Regions from separate parts of the Mus musculus genome. Here region 1 is linked to region 2. The links are chromatin contacts, called in public Hi-C maps. All regions are on one chromosome and are shown on one strand. The core of a region is the stretch at or near the end of the contact, and the rest is flanking DNA. Distances in the headings are between cores, read along the strand shown.

Evidence for each region. Hi-C and Micro-C count contacts between places; a contact is called where the count stands out from the background.
Region 1: a Hi-C map of the HPC-7 cell line shows a contact between it and region 2, with 1.7 times the contacts expected there. The contact joins two enhancer-like sites. A contact is called at or near these places in 1 of 39 promoter capture datasets (neutrophils), 2 of 15 datasets of contacts at CTCF or cohesin (CD8 T cells and the NIH/3T3 cell line), 2 of 484 Hi-C or Micro-C datasets (the HPC-7 cell line and granulocyte-monocyte progenitors), 3 of 115 datasets of contacts at active chromatin or transcription factors (CD8 T cells, the HPC-7 cell line and embryonic stem cells) and 2 of 9 other capture datasets (adipose tissue and macrophages).

What each region holds. Positions count from the first base shown.
Region 1 is chr5:72,906,882-72,912,842 of GRCm38.p6, reverse strand. No RefSeq gene overlaps it. Among named protein-coding and RNA genes, the nearest start is that of Slain2, 4.5 kb to the left of the region's middle. Within about 2 kb of position 3,307, at least 10 of the 459 cell types and tissues checked have an H3K27ac peak or open chromatin away from gene starts, as enhancers often do. A contact at or near this core is called in the HPC-7 cell line, where this site is marked.
Region 2 is chr5:72,829,008-72,835,133 of GRCm38.p6, reverse strand. All of the region lies in intron 1 of Tec (tec protein tyrosine kinase), which reads left to right. Among named protein-coding and RNA genes, the nearest start is that of Tec, 36 kb to the left of the region's middle. Within about 2 kb of position 2,878, at least 29 of the 459 cell types and tissues checked have an H3K27ac peak or open chromatin away from gene starts, as enhancers often do. A contact at or near this core is called in the HPC-7 cell line, where this site is marked.

The DNA of each region.
Region 1 (5,961 bases), core at 2,058-4,557, 77 kb before region 2:
AAGGAATCATTCCATTTTCCTTGCTTATGAGGCTGACAAAGTGCACAGTCAGTGCCTGTTGTGCTGAAATTAAACGGAAGATATGTTTTGATAGCCCAACCCCCAGACAGACACCAAAATTAAATTCTTTGAGGGTGCTACAGTTTGCTGTCAAGTATAACTATGTCCCTAGCTATACAGACCCATTAACAGGATGCCTTTGTAAAACAAAATGCATTATCTGTGTGATGCACATTAAATGTTATGACACTGCCTGACATATCTGATCTCATTGCTGAAGGAATCACCACCAAGATGAAATCACACATCGCAGTAATACATTTACATTATCAGCTTATGACATGGAGTCCAACTCCCATGTTCGCCACATTTCTAATGAATTCTTTAGACATACTCCTTGACAAAGTCAGTTACCATTATGAAGTTAGCATCAGCGGTCTTGAGAGAGCCAGAGGTCATGCAGATCGGTGATCAGAATCCGCTCCGCTGGCAAGGTCTCCTCTTCCCATGAACGTGGTCCTTGAACTTTTATTTCTCTCTCTTTAATCTGGGCCTTGCCTTTTGTCCGAATGTGTAAATTAGGTGATCTCTAATAACAAATCTATTACCAAGAAGTGAAGGATTCTGGTGAGTCATGATTATAAAATAGAAGTATGAATATGCTCATACAGAGAAATCCATAGAAGACATTTTTTAACCCAGTTGCCTTACTACACATTGTTTTTAATTTAGTAAATATTAAGTGTGTAGTAGATGGTCTGTTCTGTGTGTGTAATAGATGGTCTGTTCTGAGCACCTGATGGTTTAATCATTTGTTAGCTTGTCTTGTAGTTCCAGTTAGCCTTGAACTTACTAGGAGTCTGGAATGCCCTTGAACTCCTGATCTTTCTGACTCTATCTATAATAAAGTTTGTATGCCAAGAACTGAAGTTGGCTGGTTGTGCTGGTACTTGCCTTAATACCAGCACTCAGGAGGCAGAGCCAGAGGAACTCTGTGAGTTTGAGGCCACCCAGGTCTATATAGCAAGTTCCAAGACAGCCAAGATTACATACAGAGAACCTGTCTCAAAACAAAACTAAAGTTATAATTTATACAGACAGATATATATATATCACAGATACCTGAGCACAAAGTCAAATCTGCTCTATACTACACTGTAATAGTAAAAGCTCTTTTTTTTATGTTAAGGATAAAAACTGTGATAATCCTTATTGATCTTGTTCTTTCACCCACCAAATCCACTTCTTAAGTAGGTCATGCCGCCTTGCATTCAGAATAGGTTTAAATACCTCCCAACTGGGGGACCCTTAGGACTCTGGTTCAAATTGCCCTTGTTCTCCCCTGTGGTTTCCTCCCCTCTCTTTTAATGGACACATCCCCTTTGCTACAGATAGCCTGATGGATACACAGTAGCCAGAAGATCCTTCCTGCAAGTCATGTTGCTATCAGAAGCCTCCCAGAAGTCGCTTTCCAATATCTTCAACTCCAAAGTCCTTTCTTTGACCTGCCTTGCTTTGGATACTTGATAACTTCTATAAGTAGCTTCCGGACCACCATCTCCCATGCCCTGTTTCTGCTCTACCCACACCAACCTTCTAGCTGGTCTTCAAAACAGACAAACAGGTTTCTACTGCCAGGGCTTTATACCGGCTACAGACACATCTAGCTAGAATCTTTGGGTCACCCAGAAAACCCCAGGACAGACTTCTATGATTTAGGTCTCTGCTCAAATGTCACCTAGGTTTACTATCTTTATTATTGCTACCTCACAAAATAGCATCCCTATCATGGTTGATCTTTTTGGGTCCCCCCCCCCCAAATAAAAAAAAAGCTCATATACGTTTTTGTTGTTTAATGAATGTCTCTCGGCAGTAGAATGTGAACTGCAGGAATTCCCCCACTGCACCCTTTGCCCACTGCACCCTTTGTCCATAAAACAGTGCCTGGTACAAAGTGAGTGCCCAATAAAGCGAAGCCTCCTAAAATAGAATTTCAGATGGATATGTTGGTTGTGTCTTGAAACATTAAACTAGAAATTCCTACTCATTTTCAACAGTTTTTTTTTAAATCTACATTTTCCTCTTCCAAAAGAGCAGCATGCCATACCGCATATATCATTTTTAAAACTAGGTCATACTCCACCTCCTGAGAGCCAGGAGCCCTGCAGAATTGCAGAAGGTAGCCTTGGGTTCTCCCTGAGATGTGTGGAGATATTTCCTTTCCATCTGAAACATTGCAACAACCTTCCTTCTCCAGGTTGCAACACTCCTCTGGCAACTCAGAAGTGTTGGTGCAAATCCAAAGTCACTTTTTAAAAGCAGACAGAGTCTCCTATCCCCCAGACTAGCCTCAGATATCCTAAGTAGCTGTGAATGCCCTTGCATTCCTAATGTTCTCTCCACCTCCTGGGTGCTGAGACTCTAGGTGATCAATACAATGCCCAGTTTTATGTGGTGCTGGGTATAGAAGCCAGGACTTCCCATGCCTGCTGGATAAGGTCTTTACAACTTAGCAGTATACCTAGAAAAAGTCCATTGCTGAGTGATACTTAGTAGTCAGGAGTAGTAGTAGGTGCCTGACATATGGAAAACCACACTTCCAACTTGATTTTCAGGTGTCACCTCCCAAGACAAGTTGACTTTGTTTGGGAATGAAGGAGCTGCTGTTTTCTAAGCAGGCGTGGACCTTTCTGTGACTTGTTCCTACTTGCACGTGTGCTTCCCTGAAGGCCCTGACAAAGTGGAAACCATTACAAACCACTGCAAGTATATATAGAGAAAACCATGACTCAACAGCTTCAAGGCATTACACAGTCCCAAATCAAGGTCTGTAGTAAGGGGCACATACTAAAAGTGGTCCACAAACTGCTATGCACAGAAATATCTGTGCTTCCTTTCAAACCTGTTCTGGAAGGCAGAGACAGGTAGTCTCTGAGTTCAAGGCCAGCCAGGAGTAAATAGTAAGAGATCCTGTCTCAAAAAAGAAAGGGGGACAGGGGGCTGGAGGCATGGCTCAGCGGTTAAGAGCACTGACTGCTCCTCCAGAGGTCCTGAGTTCAATTCCCAGCAACCACGTGGTAGCTCACAACCATCTGTAATGGGGTCTGATGCCCTCATCTGGTGTCTGAAGAGAGCAATGGTGTACTCATATACATAAAATAAGTGAACAAATCTTAAAAAAAAAAAAAAAAAAAAAAACCAAAACAAAACAAAAAACAAAAACCTCCCAAATTCTTTGGCATAGTCTTCACTATCGGGGCTTCCACTTTATCTTCATTGCACACACTTGGTCAGTCATTTCCTCCTGTCGTCTTGCATCTGTCCTTCAACAGCGTCCTTCCTCCAGATGTGCCTCCCTTTGGTCTATCTGGGGCGTCTTTGGGAAAATATGTTTTTAAAAAAAGAATTCAAGGAACTAATTTCTCTCTGTCTCTCTCTCTCTCCATTTATTTTGGTGTTTTGAGATAGGGCCTTTCTAATTTTCTTTCTCCATTTATTTTGGTGCTTTGAGACAGGGTGTCACTGTATGGCCCTAACTGGCTTCAATCTTTTTTTGTACACCAAACTGGCCTTGAACTCACAGAGATCCACCTGCCTCTACCTCCAGAGTACTGGGATTAAAGGTGTGCACTACCAAGCCCAGTCTCCAGGAATGTTTCTAGTCTCAGCATCCAGACCTAGCTGGCCTGGAACCCACTCTGTAGATCAGACTGGCTTTGAGCGCAAATATGCCTCCTGAGTACTGGAATTAAATGTCCAAACTGCCACATCTACGCAGAATTCCAGGAACTTTGAAAGTTTGTTATATGACAGACTCAGAGTTGAAATCTTGGGGCCCACATGAAGGGACCAAAAATATGAATCAAGAGTTTTCCCAATGAGCATCAATCAGGTCTTACAGTTATGAGGTACCTCAAAAGTGGCCATAGTGACATATATCACACACGTAGGGAGGACCTCTGGCCAACAATTGATCCCCTCTGTCTCTTACTCATAAGACTTCCTAGAGGCCATTGACTGGGGCTGCACTTCAGGCACTTGAAAGACAGGGGAAGGCTGGACAACCCACCTGCCGGTGGTTTGCTGAAACGAAGCTTTAACAACTCTTCCTCCCTGGAAAGGCAAGCTCAGCCTGAAATGAGTTTACAGGACAGATATTACCCAGGGCGACAGCAGCGTGTCAGTCAACAAAATAAGATGAAAGGGTCCTAGGTCTATAAGACCAGAAAATGAAAACTTGAATAGATCTTGGACTGAGGCAGACCATAAGCAGATATCAAAAGGGAAAACATCGCACCAGGAAGGATGTGCCGAGAAACACTACAGCTCAATACTAGATAATGGTTAATTCTGGGTGAATGCCAAAACCAAATGGTTATTGTTGGCTGCCTGTTGTAGAGAGAACTGTGCAGAAGACAGTTTCATTTAAGGGGTCAGGGATACTGTTCTCTGGCAAGGTGGTCTCTAGCACTGGGAAAAATTAGTCCCGATGTGCTGGACTTGGCTCAACAATCTGCAAAACTGCCTGAGTCCAGACAGATTTTCTTCTTCCCCTAGCACCCAGAAGACAGGTAGCCTTCATACTTGCACAGTTCTGTGGAGAAATGACAGGGTTGGGGAGGGAAGACATAGATTGTAGGCTGTGGCACAGGTACGTCCCCTTTACTTGGCGTTTGCTTTACCCTCAGGTTGGCTACCTATGTAGTAGCCCACAGTCCAAACAGATCTGTGTGTCGATCAAGTGGCCTACTAGCATCACAGAAGTACTTTATCACGGAAGTACTTGGCTCCTTTCATCTTATAAGATACTTCTGAATTATTCTACTCTTTCCACTGCCTGTTTTTCCAGCTAGGATCAGAGAGTCAGGCATCTGGTCAGCCTTGTGACAGGCACAGCTCTCTCTCAGCAGTTCTGCCAGAAGAATCCCCCGAGTTTGAGTTGAATACCCACATCTTGGTATATAGATAGCTCTTGAGCCAGCCAGCAAAATATTGGTGTTCGCTGGCAGCAGGGTTTATCATGGTGGCAACTGTGGGCACCCTAGCAGGGAAGAGGTCATATCCTACAGAATAGCTGGAAGTGCGTCTTGCTCTCAAAAAATGGAATTGCTATGTTGAGAGGTGTTGAATCCCCCATCCTCCCCAACCAGCAGAATAAAGATGCCTTTCTATTTCTTCACCTCTGACGCACCACCCGGAACAACATCACTGTGTTGCACAAGATCCTTCCAAAAGTGGTGAGACCTGTCAGAGTCTAGGCGAAGCATGACCACATAACAAATGTCTCCTCCTCCACGTCCTCCTAGTCAAAAGGCTAACAAAGAGCCCATGCAGCAATGGAGATTCTGAGCAAAATGATGTGAGTGCCAGAGCTTCCATGTGGTTACAGAAGTGGGCCTGACTCTGAATGTCATATTTGAGGAGGCACACGAAACATCCCTGAAGAACCACATTAGGGAATGGGGCTATAGGAGAGAAAAGCTTCTTAGCGCTGTCTACAAAGATCCAAAACAAGGCTGAATGTGAGTGTAAGGTAGTTTGAAGGCTCAAGGTTCAGAAAGCCCTGCCATTAACTGAAGAAATAAATAATAAACCTCACTTATTTTTTTCCTCATGATACCTATGGTTTTCCTTGTAACTTTTAATATTTCTATATCCAGCTCTTTTATTTTTTAAAGATGTATTTATTTTTATTTATATGAGTACACTGTAGCTGTCTTCAGACACACCAGAAGAGGGCATCAGATCCTTTTACAGATGGATGTGAGCCACCATGTGGTTGCTGGGAATTGAACTCAGAACCTCTGGAAGAGCAGTCGGTGCTCTTAACTGCTGAGCCATCTCTCCAGCCCCCCAGATCTTTTCTATATATCTCTTGGTGAATGTGTGTTACACGAGGCATCACATGGACACTTTTTAGGGATACTGAATATTCTATATGAACCTGCTATGTGCATTCAT
Region 2 (6,126 bases), core at 1,629-4,128:
CCACCTGCATGCCTCATAAGTGGCTGATTGTCATGCTAGATATGTAATCAGTGTCAGAATGAGTGATTATAGTCACGTCTGAAAGCATTCCTGCGAAAAGATTGGCTCATACACCTAGCTCGGAGGAAAGTTGAGCAAGTGAAGAGGTGGGTAGCTGGGGAAGGAAGGAGTTCAAGGTGAAGAAAACAAGACTGGTGAGGTTAGGAATGGCCAATGTGTTCTAGTTATCTGAGGTCGGGTGAGAGAACAGCCCCTAACACTGCAGGGGATGTAAGAGCAACTGTCCCACTCACATGGCTTCTGTGGGTAACAGCTGGGCATCACACAGTGGGTAGGGAGAACAGCTGGGCAGCACACAGTGGGTAGGGGGACGCTAGTCTCTGCTCATCCTGTGCCTGAGGGGTTGGATGGTCTACAGTGTGGTACCTTGGGGAGGTAGGGTTTAGAAGTCATTAGGATTAGAGTAGAGTTGAGTGTTCTCCTGAGGCTGTTGTAAAAGCCGGAGCCTGCCCTCACCCCCCACTCTCTGGTTTCCAATATGGAAATGCCACTGCTGGCTTCTCGTGCCCTGTTGCATGTTCCACAGTGTGATTCAGCTGAGAGAACCACAGAACTAAACCCATGTAGGCAGCAGCTCTAGAACCTCCAGAGCTGTGGCCCAAGTGAACCAGTTTTGTTTATAAAGTTAGGTACTGCTTGATTATAGCAATGGAGAGCTGAACGATATACCAGTAAACTTTGATATTATCAGTATAATTTACTACCCAGTTGACACATTGACAATTCATGCTTGAATATCACCATCGAAACCAAGTTCACCTAACTTTCTGAGTAAAACAAAACAAAGTCAGTGTGATTCGGGCATATTCTGAAAAATAAATATATTTTGATTTTTATCTAATATTTAGCCCCTTTAGATCATTGCTGTTAACTCCTAACAAGAGTATTTTTACTTTCCTTCCACAATTTTTGTGCATAAATACATGCTAAAAATCACTTTAGATTTGGATTTGTTAGCACTATTTTAAAGAGAGAAAGCTTGTTCTTTTTTTTTCTCTTCGAAATCATTAGACTTCTTTCTCAGTTTTTACAAGGCTTTCCTATTAGGAAGGAAAAACGTTAAACCACGATAATGAAGAAACTATGACATGTCCTATTTTGATGACTTAAAGAATTCTTCCATACTTATATACATACATATATACATATATACATACATATATACATATATACATACATATATACATAATGCATTTTCATCATATCTCCCCTCCTGTCTGTTCTTATCCTCACCCCACCTCACCAAGTTTGTTCTTTCCAGCAAGTTCCCGTCCTGTTCCCCACCCCCACATGTATCCTCCACTACATTTAATTAGGGTTGCTTGTATGAACAAGGGTCACAGGGTTATTTAGCAGAGCAAGGTCATCTTACCACTGGCCACACCACCAAGGAATATATTACTCCTCCCCAGTAACTGTTAACTGCCCATAGGTCCTCAGGGGGGAGTGAGGCCTAGTGGTCCCCATCTGTGCTGGAGTGTCGATGGACCCCCATCAGTCCTTGCACGTCTTTTGCGGGTCTTGCGCAGATGCCCACTGCTGCTGAGTTCTTGGCTGTGCCATGTCCAGGTGACAGAGCTTTACAGTGCTCCTACCCATCCTCTGCTCCTTATATTTTTCCTGTTCCCTCTCCCTCCGTGCTCCTGAGTCTGGCAGGGGCTGTCCTAGATGCTTTACTCGAGGCTGAGACTTAACAGCCACTTCTCTGCCCTTTGCTAGTGACGAGTCTGCTAGTTGCCCGCTGCCAACAGAAGCTTCTTTGGCCAATGGAGAGAGCAGCACTAACTGACGTGTAGTGTCTAAAATCAGATAGACGTTGCTTCTTCTCCTGCCTTTTGCCTGCCTTCTGGATGGGCTGCCCGAGGAGCCCTTGATCGTTAAAGCTTACTCTTTTCAGGCAGTCTTTCATGATCAATGAGGTTCTAAGATCTGTTCGCTGCAACTGCCAGATTGTGAAACTGAAGCATTCATCTTGACTGCAGATTGTGCAACACTGGACAGAGAATATAACTTTGGTGGCTTGAGTTTTTCACTACTGAGATGGTGACATTATTTCTTAGTTATCTGCCTCAGGACATATATATGTTCAAAGTCCAATAATGTCTGTTTTAAGCTTTAAATAGGCGCCGAGGTAAAGGGTAAAGTTATCTTTAGCTCCAGTGTGACATAGAAAAGGGGCACTTCATTTGGCAGTTATTATACAAAGACACTATTGGCAGTCAGGTGTGGTGGCATATGCCCACAAACCCAGCGTTTAGGTGGCAGAGGCAGGAAAACCACAAGTTCCAGGCCAGCCTGGGCAACATAATGACAGTTTTTCTGTCCCCCAGAGAAACTAAGAAAGTTTTAACCCAGAGTCTTATAATGTCTGAGAGATGGATCTGGAATATTTGAGGATACTCTTACTTTCAACAACCCCCCCCCCAATACAAACTGTGATATTCCTGTCTTTCAAAGGCTATCATCCACAGCAGTGAGCAGATCAGAGGCGATCAACCCTTTACATGGAAAATCAACGTGCTTGGGTCCGTATTCAAAGAAGATGGCTCCCTTTAGTTTTGGAGATCGGAAGGTTCCTTTTCAGTCATAGGTTGTATCCTCTGAAGATGAACAGTTGCTTTCAATAATATTCTTAAATGAAGCTGCTCAGAGAAGCACACAGCTCAGCTCCCTAGCGTTCCCTTTCCCTCTGCCTTCCTTTCCTGGATAGTGCAGTGAGTGGGATTGGTGCTAAAGCTGCAGCTTGGAATGACACGACGCATCTGAGGGCTCAGTAGTCTGGACTGTGTCAATATAGAGCAAAATAGAAAACAAAACCAAACAAACCCCAAAACTATGCCAGGTGTGGTGCTATGAGCCTGTACTGCCAGTCACACAGGCTGAGTTAGGAGATTCTCTGGAGGCCTGGGAGTTCAAGACTAGCCTAGGCACCATAGAGGGAACTTATATCACAAAGCAGGTAAAACCTGCTTAACTTTAATCACGATGCTTGTAATTCTAATGTCTTTTCTGTGAAAAGGGCCATTCTTCTGTGGTCTGCCCAGCCTTCTGGATTACACAGGTACCTTTGGAAGGTCACTGGGGCGACCTTTCAGGACACGGATGAGTGTTTCTGGGGAAACCCGTCTTCAGCTTCCTTCCTTGTGTTGATGTAGGTTCCATAGTATTTGATAGGTAGGGATATCACAGGTTGTATTTTGGTGTTTTTGTAGCTTCTTTTTTGCATCCGCAGTGAGATGATCTGCCTTTGGCTTTAATAGTTTAGGGAAGAAGAGAGCCAGCTCATTTGTTACTCCATTTTCTCTAGAGTTTCTGACTGTTAGAGATGATCATTTTTATTTTGTCAAACGTTTTAGGACTGGTATCTTTTTACAACAAAAATCATGGGAAGCTGTGATTTTGATGGGGTTTCTGTTCTAGGATCCCACAGACCAGACTAAGAAAATCAAAATGGAGTCACTTGTGCTACAGCGCCACATAATGAACACACAGACTGAGTGCGAGCTTTCAGACCCCTAAGGTGGCTAGTTCTCCATGAAAACAGATCTTAGTCTGAGGAAGAGTCCTCTTTGCTTTAAATCTTATCTAAAAAATTCATCAGAACAAGTGAGATCTCAGGTCACAGTTTAAAATCTATTGATTGGCTTCCATGTCTCATGGTCCTAAGGTCATTGTTCTGTCAATTTTCAAGGGTGTTCTTATTCTATTTTACTATTTTACTATTTTCAAAGAGTAGACTTTGCCCCATTTATCATTTTCACAGAAAAGCCAAGCTTATCTGTGCAATCTTGATGTAATTTTATCTCTTGATAATCTCTACGTAGCACCTTGCATGTATCACTTGATATTTCAAATTTAGGTTCTATTTTACTTCCTCTTCCACCTCGTTGGTCACTCCTGAAGAGAATGTGGCTCTCTTGCACAACCTACCCTCCCACACACACAGAAAAACACTTCCTGCCCCCCAAAAACATTTATAATAATAGCAAGATTATTACTTATTTATATTATTTTGATGCTATAGATTCTGTTTAGATAGCCAGGTCAGGATATAATATGGTTGCTTTCGTATGGCTTTTCTGTATGGTTTTTATTTTCCTTGGAATTAATTACTTTCATTTCTTATATCAATAATGTTTAGCTAATTTATTATGAGCTGCCCCAGGTATTCAGTTTTATCTTCTACAAGAGCTCTTCCCAGGAACCTTCTAACTTGATCTTTTGAAGAGGTTGGCCACTTGGCTTGCTGCTGCCTGTCATTTATCTTGGAATTTCCCTTCATTATGATGGGAGATTGGAATGTCTTTTGCCTTTTTGTTTTTCTTTTTAAAAACACTTTTCTTTGGTTCTTTGTGAATTTCATCATGCACCCCAGTCCCCTCATCTCCCCCTCTCCTGTACCTGTCCTTCACCCTTGCAATTTCTCCCCACCCCAACAGAGAGGAAAAAAATCTCATTGTGGAAGCTGTAGTGTGTCACAGGGTACCCTTTTGTCCAACAGTTCTTTACTTGCAAATGTTCATTGCAATGACTTGTTGGTCTGGGACTAGGCCTCTGGCTTCTGCTACTCTATGAATACTGGAACCTCACTGGGATTCCTCTTGGATATCACATTATTGCCCTGTGTCTTGTAGATCTTATCGTTTTGGATCTGTAGAACTGGCCTGCTCATCAATGGGTAGATGTTGGGGTAGGCCAATTCAAAGCCCTGGATCTTCTCCTGAGAGATCAGTCTGACAGCTTTCCTGCTCACACCCTTTGGGCCAGCTCACTGGCAACCCCCACTCCTAGGGCCAGTTCTACTGTGCTGCCCAGGTGAGGGGCAGGGCCTGCCCTCCTAAGGGCTACAACAGGTGAGGGGCAGGGCCAGTTCTCCTGACCTGATGATCTTGGGGCCAGCTCTCCTGCCTGCCATAGGAAGTAAGGGATGGAGAAGGGGGCATTTCTCTTATGTCCATGTCACTGCCCAGCAGACAAATAGTGGAGCCAACTGTTCCTCACTCCCTCCCTCAGGCCAGCCTGCCTGCACCCCCACCACCAGTGTCAGCTCTACTATGCTGCCCAGGGGAGGAGCAGGGCCCACTCTCCCAAGCGCTTTATTTGGTGAGGGGCAGGGCCAGCTCTCCTGCTCTCATGATCCTGGGGCTAGGTCTCCTGCCTGCCACTAGGTGGTGAGGATTGAGGGTGAGGAGGGTATCTCTCCCTTGTCTATGCTACCACATGGGAGATGAGTGGTAGGGCCAGCTCTTCCACATGTGTATCTTTGGGTCAGCTTACCCACAACTTCTGCAATGTGCGGCCTGCTCTCCCCAGTATTAAAGTTGGCTAGGTGTGGGGGTCTGCTCTCTTGCTCTTATGCCCCCAAGACCAGCTCTCCCACGATGACCAGGTGAGGGGTGGGGCCAGTTCTGCACAGTCCTCAGACATCAACTCATCCCTAGGTGGCAGACCAGACCAGGGATGTCTGCTGCTATAGGGCCACAAACGCAGACGTGGCTCCCTGGTAATAGCACAGGCTAGGATGCCACCGCGGTCCCATGTGGCATCACCAGCTACTCACATTAAGTTCTTCCCCAGTACCCTTGCATCTCTGGTTCTGCTGCTCTTCATTGTGACCTCCTCTTTCTGTTTCTCTTTCTCTTCCATTTCTTCACTGTTCACTTGTTCCTCTTAGGTGGTACCCGGGGTCTCTGAGTGTCTGGGGTCATTATGCCCGCTCATGCATTACAGTATTAGGCAAGGGTCATCTCAGGCATGGTGTGGCACCCCCATGCCCCCCAGGCCTGTGAGGTGCCAGACTGGTGGTTATCTCTCAGGCTAGCTCCCCGTCAGGCACAAGTTGCCCCTTGTGAGGGGATCTGTCTTGGGCTCATTCCTGCCTGGGATCCAGGCAGGGTTCTTCTGCCTGTCTCTGGCTTGCTCCACATGCTAAGAGTCCATCTGGGCTTTCCTGGTACCAGACTGGAGGACAGCTCAGGCCAGCTCCCTGTCCGGAGCAGGAAGGTGGTTATCTCAGCCTCACTTCTTTCAGGGAATGTTAGGCTACTATTCAGATGTTCATAGGTC